2 separate regions of the Sus scrofa genome follow, and region 1 is linked to region 2. The links are chromatin contacts, called in public Hi-C maps. All regions are on one chromosome and are shown on one strand. The core of a region is the stretch at or near the end of the contact, and the rest is flanking DNA. Distances in the headings are between cores, read along the strand shown.

Evidence for each region. A called contact is a pair of places that touch in the nucleus more often than the background predicts.
Region 1: a Hi-C map of liver shows a contact between it and region 2, with 3 times the contacts expected there. The contact joins the enhancer-like site here to the promoter of LAT2 in region 2. A contact is called at or near these places in 1 of 5 promoter capture datasets (liver), 4 of 47 Hi-C or Micro-C datasets (embryonic fibroblasts and liver) and 2 of 2 datasets of contacts at active chromatin or transcription factors (alveolar macrophages and skeletal muscle).

The regions. Positions count from the first base shown.
Region 1 is chr3:11,429,229-11,432,101 of Sscrofa11.1, forward strand. All of the region lies in intron 1 of CLIP2 (CAP-Gly domain-containing linker protein 2), which reads left to right. Among named protein-coding and RNA genes, the nearest start is that of CLIP2, 11 kb to the left of the region's middle. Within about 2 kb of position 1,598, at least 15 of the 83 cell types and tissues checked have an H3K27ac peak or open chromatin away from gene starts, as enhancers often do. A contact at or near this core is called in liver and skeletal muscle, where this site is marked.
Region 2 is chr3:11,352,278-11,355,333 of Sscrofa11.1, forward strand. It overlaps LAT2 (linker for activation of T-cells family member 2), which reads left to right and starts at 1,596. Exons shown (of 13, transcript NM_001243411.1): 1 at 1,596-1,873.

The DNA.
Region 1 (2,873 bases), core at 348-2,847, 77 kb after region 2:
CTGGATATCCCACAGCCTCACCAGCGCTTGAGGTGGTCACTGGTGCGTTTTACACACTCTAGTGCATGTAGCGTCCTTGTTGACGCATGAAAGTGAGCATCTTCCCGTATACATACTGGACGTTTGAATACCCTCTCTTTTTTTTTTTTTTTTTTTTTTTTTTTTGGCGAAATGCTTGTGCAAGTCTTTTGTTGATTTTTTCCTAACTGGATTTGTGGAATTCTTTCCGTATTCTGAATAGGAACCCTGTGTGGCACACAGGAATATCAATCCATCTTCTCTCTCTGTTCTCCTCCCTCCATCCCCGACAGGGGGATCATTTGACGCACAGAGGTTCTTAATGTTGTTCAGTTTGGAGTTCCCTGTCCTGGCACAGCAGAAATGAATCCGACTAGGAACCAGGAGGTTGTGGGTTCCATCCCTGGCCTTGCTCAGTGGGTTAAGGATCCGGTGTTGCCCTGAGCTGTGGTGTAGGTCGCAGACGTGGCTCGGATCTGGTGTGGCTGTGGCTGTGGCTGTGGTTGGCAGCTGCAGCTCCGGTTGGACCCCTAGCCTGAGAACTTCCATATGCCACAGGTGCGGCCCTAAAAAGCAAAAAAGGAAAAAATACATCGTCCAATTTATGCATCTTTTCTGTTATTTTCAGCATGTCCTGTGTCGAAATCTTTCCCTGCTCCCCTGTTAGGCGAATCTTCTTTCGTGTCTTCCTCTAAAATCTGTACGGCCTTACCATTCGTATTTAGATCTGCCCATCTGGAGCTGATTGTCCTGTATGATGTGAAGGAAGCGTATTAGTTTCCTGTGGCTCCGCTAACAAATGACCACAAGCATAGTGGTTTAAAACAACACAAATGTATGAGCTTACACTTCTGGAGGTCAGAAGTCTGAAATGGATCTCAGCAGGCTCAAATCAGTGTGTCAGCCGGGCTGCATTCCTTCTAGAGGCTCTAAGGGAAAAATTGGTTTCTAGGAGTCCTTTGCAGCTTCTAGGGGTCGCCCGCATTCGTTGGCTGTGGGCCCCGCCTCCATCCTCAAAGCCGACAATGTCGGGCTGGGTCCTCTGCGCACAGCTGTCTCTCTGCTTCTTTCTCCCCTGCCTCCCCTTGCACTTATAAGGACTCTTGTGATTGCATTGAGTCTGCCTGGATAATTCAGAATAATCTTCCCATCTCAGGTCAGCGGATCAACAACTTAGTTCTGTCTGCAACCTTCGTTCCCTTTGCTGCACAAGCTGACATCGTCACGAGCACAGGGATGGGGCCATTATTCTGCCAGCCCCAGAAGGGATCATGATTTTTTTTTTTTTCCCCACACAGCTGTCCATTTGGCCCAGCACCGCTTAGTAAAAAGACATGCTTTTGCTCAGGGGTAATTTTTACTTGCCTGTGCAAATTCCAACTCAGGGAGGAGGCCCACCAGGCTGTGGGGCGGGGAACCCAGGAGAGGGGGCGGCTCTCCTGCAGCCGCCCCGGCCTGGCTCTGTTGGTTGGGGCTGCTCCGGAAATCAGAAGTGAAGGAGGCAGCAGTGGAAGATGATTGGGTCAGTGTCCTGGCCTGGGAGGCAGGATGCCAGAGCCTGTCCTTCCCGTGGCCCCGATGGCTGGCTGACCTCAGCAGGTCCCTCCCCTGCCTGGCCTCCAACTCTGTCTGATCTCAGGGACTTTCCTGCCCAGCCCAGGTTTTCTGTATTTGTGCCATTGACTCTCAAGGTCCTGTTTGCGTCATTGCTCTGTGCGGGGCCTCCATTTTCCCATTCTGTGAAGTGGGAATAAAGCCAGGTCTGGGGGCAGCTTGAGCCATGTGGTTTCCCAGCCCTTCTCCTTGGGCCTAGAGGGGACCTCATCTAGCAGAGCTAGGCTGAAGTCTGCCCAGTGTCCTCAGCTAGCGACAGGGGGGCCCCCAGCTGTCCAGTCACTGAGGCTGGGGCCGGCCACATAGCTAGGATCAGAATCTGGAGCCATGGCTGTGCCCTGGCTCTGAGCAGGCCAACTGTGTGCATGTGCACACCCGTGTGTGCGCGCTCGTGTGCACACACGTGTGCAAGTCAGGGAAGTACATGGGGTGTGTGTGTGCGCGCGTGTGTAAGTCAGGGAAGTACATGGGGTGTGTGTGCGTGCGTGTGTGTAAGTCAGGGAAGTACATGGAGTGTGTGTGTGCGCGTGTGTAAGTCAGGGAAGTACATGGAGTGTGTGTGTGCGCGTGTGTAAGTCAGGGAAGTACATGGAGTGTGTGTGTGCGCGTGTGTAAGTCAGGGAAGTACATGGAGTGTGTGTGTGCGCGTGTGTAAGTCAGGGAAGTACATGGGGTGTGTGCGTGCGCGTGTGTAAGTCAGGGAAGTACATGGGGTGTGTGCGTGCGCGTGTGTAAGTCAGGGAAGTACATGGGGTGTGTGCGTGCGCGTGTGTAAGTCAGGGAAGTACATGGGGTGTGTGCGTGCGCGTGTGTAAGTCAGGGAAGTACATGGAGTGTGTGTGTGCGCGTAAGTCAGGGAAGTACATGGAGTGTGTGTGTGCGTGTGTGTAAGTCAGGGAAGTACATGGGGTGTGTGTGCGTGCGCGTGTGTAAGTCAGGGAAGTACATGGAGTGTGTGCACGTGTGTAAGTCAGGGAAGTACATGGAGTGTGTGTGTGCGCGTGTGTAAGTCAGGGAAGTACATGGAGTGTGTGTGTGTGCACGTGTGTAAGTCAGGGAAGTACATTGAGTGTGCGTGTGTATGTGTGTGTGCACGTGTGTAAGTCAGGGACATATACTGACGTTCCTTCCCCTCCCTGGACCTGACACAGCCCTGGTCCCCTTGGCCCTTTGCTGGAGGGGAATCTGACCCTCCAAGCCCGAGGGGAAGGTGGCTGAGCTCGTGCGTCCTGCTCAGGGAG
Region 2 (3,056 bases), core at 346-2,845:
CCAGCTTACCTCTAGGATTCTTAGTCTATGCCCTTGCCAAGGTGTCCCTGGAAAGTGTTGCCGTGGGCCTTACACGTTGCACTGCCCCATGTGGAACGAGGGAGGCAGCGTGCGTCACAGGTGCAGCTCTGCAATTCAGATAAGGTTGGCTTTAGTCCTTGTGTCACAGTTTGCCGTGGAGACAACTTCTGGCACTCTGCCCAGGGATCTCGGGTCCCTGCGCTACCCTTCTCTCCCACAGGGTGGCAGCAGAGGGCGCCCAGCCCCTGTGTTTCTGTTTCGGTTCTGGCAGGGCCTCCTGGGGGCACTTCCACTGCGGCTGGACTGCCTGGCCTGGTCTGGGACGTCCGGGCCACCCCAGGCTGGGGCTGAAAGCCCCGCCCCAGCCAAGACGGGCCCCAGAGCTCGGGAGCCCAGGCTCTGAGATGCCAGGCAGGTGGGGGTTGGGAGACCCTCATGGGGTGGCGTGCCACTAAGAGTTCAGTGGCCTTGGACAAGGTGTTTAGTGACACATAACAGGAGGCCCTGGAGAATGTGTGCTGCGTGTGGGGCACCCACCTCTCAGCACCGTTCTCACCTCTGAAGGAAGTGCCCAGGGGCTGGGCAGCAGGTGGAGAGCCTGGGGGCTGGGTCCTAACTGCCCTGCTTTCCCCCCACCCCGGCCCGGGCCTGCCGCCTGCCTGGGGCCAGCTCCACGCCTCCACGAGCCTCATCTGGAAAATGGGGGTGAGAAGGCTCCTGGGACTGAAGGAGGAGCCGGGATTGTCCTTCCTTCTATCCTCCAGCGTTGTCTCTTCACCTCAGTGGCCTCTCCATCCATCTCTCTTTGTCTCTGGCTGTTTTTTCTCTAGAGGGCCGCACCCACGGCATGTGGAAGTTCCCAGGCCAGGGGCCAGCTGGAGCTGCAGCTGCCGGCCTGCACCACAGCCACAGCAACGCCGGATCTGAGCCACATCTGCAGCCTACACCACAGCTTGTGGTAACGCTGGAACATTAACCCCCTGAGAGGGGCCAGGGTTTGAACCTGCATCCTCTTGGATACTAGTTGGGTTCTTAACCCCTTGAGCCACAATGGGAACTCCTCTGGCTCTTTGTTATTATTATTATTGTTTTTGTTTTTTGTTTTTTACCTTTTCTAGGGCCTCACCGGTGGCATATGGAGGTTTCCAGACTAGAGGTCCAACTGGAGCTGGAGCCGCCAGCCGACACCACAGCCACAGCAACGCGGGATCCTTAACCCACTGAGCGAGGCCAGGGATTGAACCCGCAACCCCGCGGTTCCTAGTCAGATTCGTTAACCACTGAGCCACGACGGGAACTCCTGGCTCTTTGTCATGTCTGGCCTGGCTTGCATCTCTCTGCGCCCATCCACCCATGTCCCATGGGTATGGGTGTGGACGTGTATTTCTGTGTTTCTGTGTTTTCAGCGTGTCTCTCTCCGTGTCTTCCCACTCTTTGTCCCTGCCTGTGCGTGATATGCAAGCAGCCCTATTTCATGCTCTTTCTCCCTGTCCCCCTCTGTCTCTTCCCCTCTGTGAGGCCTGTGTGTGTTGTGGTTGTGTGTGTGTATTTAGTGTGTGTTGTGTGTGTGTCCGTGCACGTCTCTCTCTCTGCCTGACTGCCTCCGTCTTGTTCTCTGTCTCTCTCTGTCTCCGCCTCCGTCTTGGTCTCTGTCTCTGTCTCTCTCTGTCTCTGCCTCTGTGAGAGCCGAGCCTGTCCGGCAGAGCAGCGGATGTGTGAGGGATGATTCAGTGGCTGACAGGAAGCCCGCCGCCTTGCCTGCTGCCCGCCAGTGTCTGTGGCGTTGGCATCGGCTCGGGCAGGTGTGTGGGCTCAGGATGAGGTGGCCGCAGTGAGGAGCGCCTGCTCTCAGGTAAGCCTTTCCCAGGGGTGCCTGGAGCCTGGCCCCAAGGCAGGGGTCCTGAGCTGTCCCCAGACACCCCACAGGGGATGGGAGTGGCCTCGCTGGCCGAGCAGGAGCACTTGGCTGCCGGCTGGGGGTGGGGGTGGGGGCTGGGAAGAAGCCAGGCCGCCCGGCACCCCCTGCCTTGGCCCCGGCACTGTCCTGGCACCCCTGGCTAGGGGGCCCTCACCCCAGACCCTGCAGCACTAGAGGTGCAGCTATTTCTGGGGCTCCGGCTACTCTCCTGCCCCCATTTTCCCCAGCCCAGCCCGCACAGCCCTGGGGAGCCCCAGGGCAGCCGCTCCCCGGGGCAGGCCTGTGAGCCTGAGTTTCTTCATCTGTATAATGGGACTGGAGCTGCCCTGCCACAGGGCTATGGGAGGTCGGGTGAGACGCTACAGACGGGCAGGCCCAGGTCCTGCCCTGGGCCAGGGAGAAGCGGCTGTCCCGGCCGTCCCGAGCCCCAGCCAGCTCGCTCCTGTGCGGCTGGAGGAACTACAGGCCCTGGGCTGCTCGTGGTGGCCGCTCTGTTCACCATCCCCCACCCCTGCCCCAGAACAAGGGCTGCCGTCCGGGCCCCTGCACCTGCCGCTGGAGCGTAAAGAGCCTCCATTGGAGTCCTCCTGGCCTCATCGGAAGGCCAAGGTCATTTGGGAAAATGGAGCAGAGCCCCGCGGATAAAGCCTTCTCAGGGCTTGGGCCGGACCTCTGGCTCCCCGCTTAGCCCCCAGAGCCTGCCCTTCGGCCCTAGGGGTCCCAGGTTCCCCTTCTCCAGCATGAGGAGGGCTGGGAGGCCGGGCAGGAGGGCCACCAAGGCGCCTTGGGGACGGGAGGTGGGTGCTGAGGCTCGCTCAGCCCAGCCCCGAGAGCTTTTCCGCCATCGGCTTGTTGCAAACCTTGTTCATATGAAAACTGCCCACTTCCCTTTCTGCTATTTTGGCCCCGCAGGCCACGGGCTGAGGGCCTCCCCTCCCCACCCCACCCAGCCCTGCCGGCCCCTAGGGGCCCTCCTGCGGCTGCGAGGCCTGGCTCTGCTGGGGCCCAGCCCCTCCGCCTCCCTGTCCCCCGCCCACCTGCTCTCAGACCTGGATGGGAAAGGAGGAAAGCGAACAGATTGATTCCGTCTGGGGGGCAGCCACAGAGGTTTTCCTCA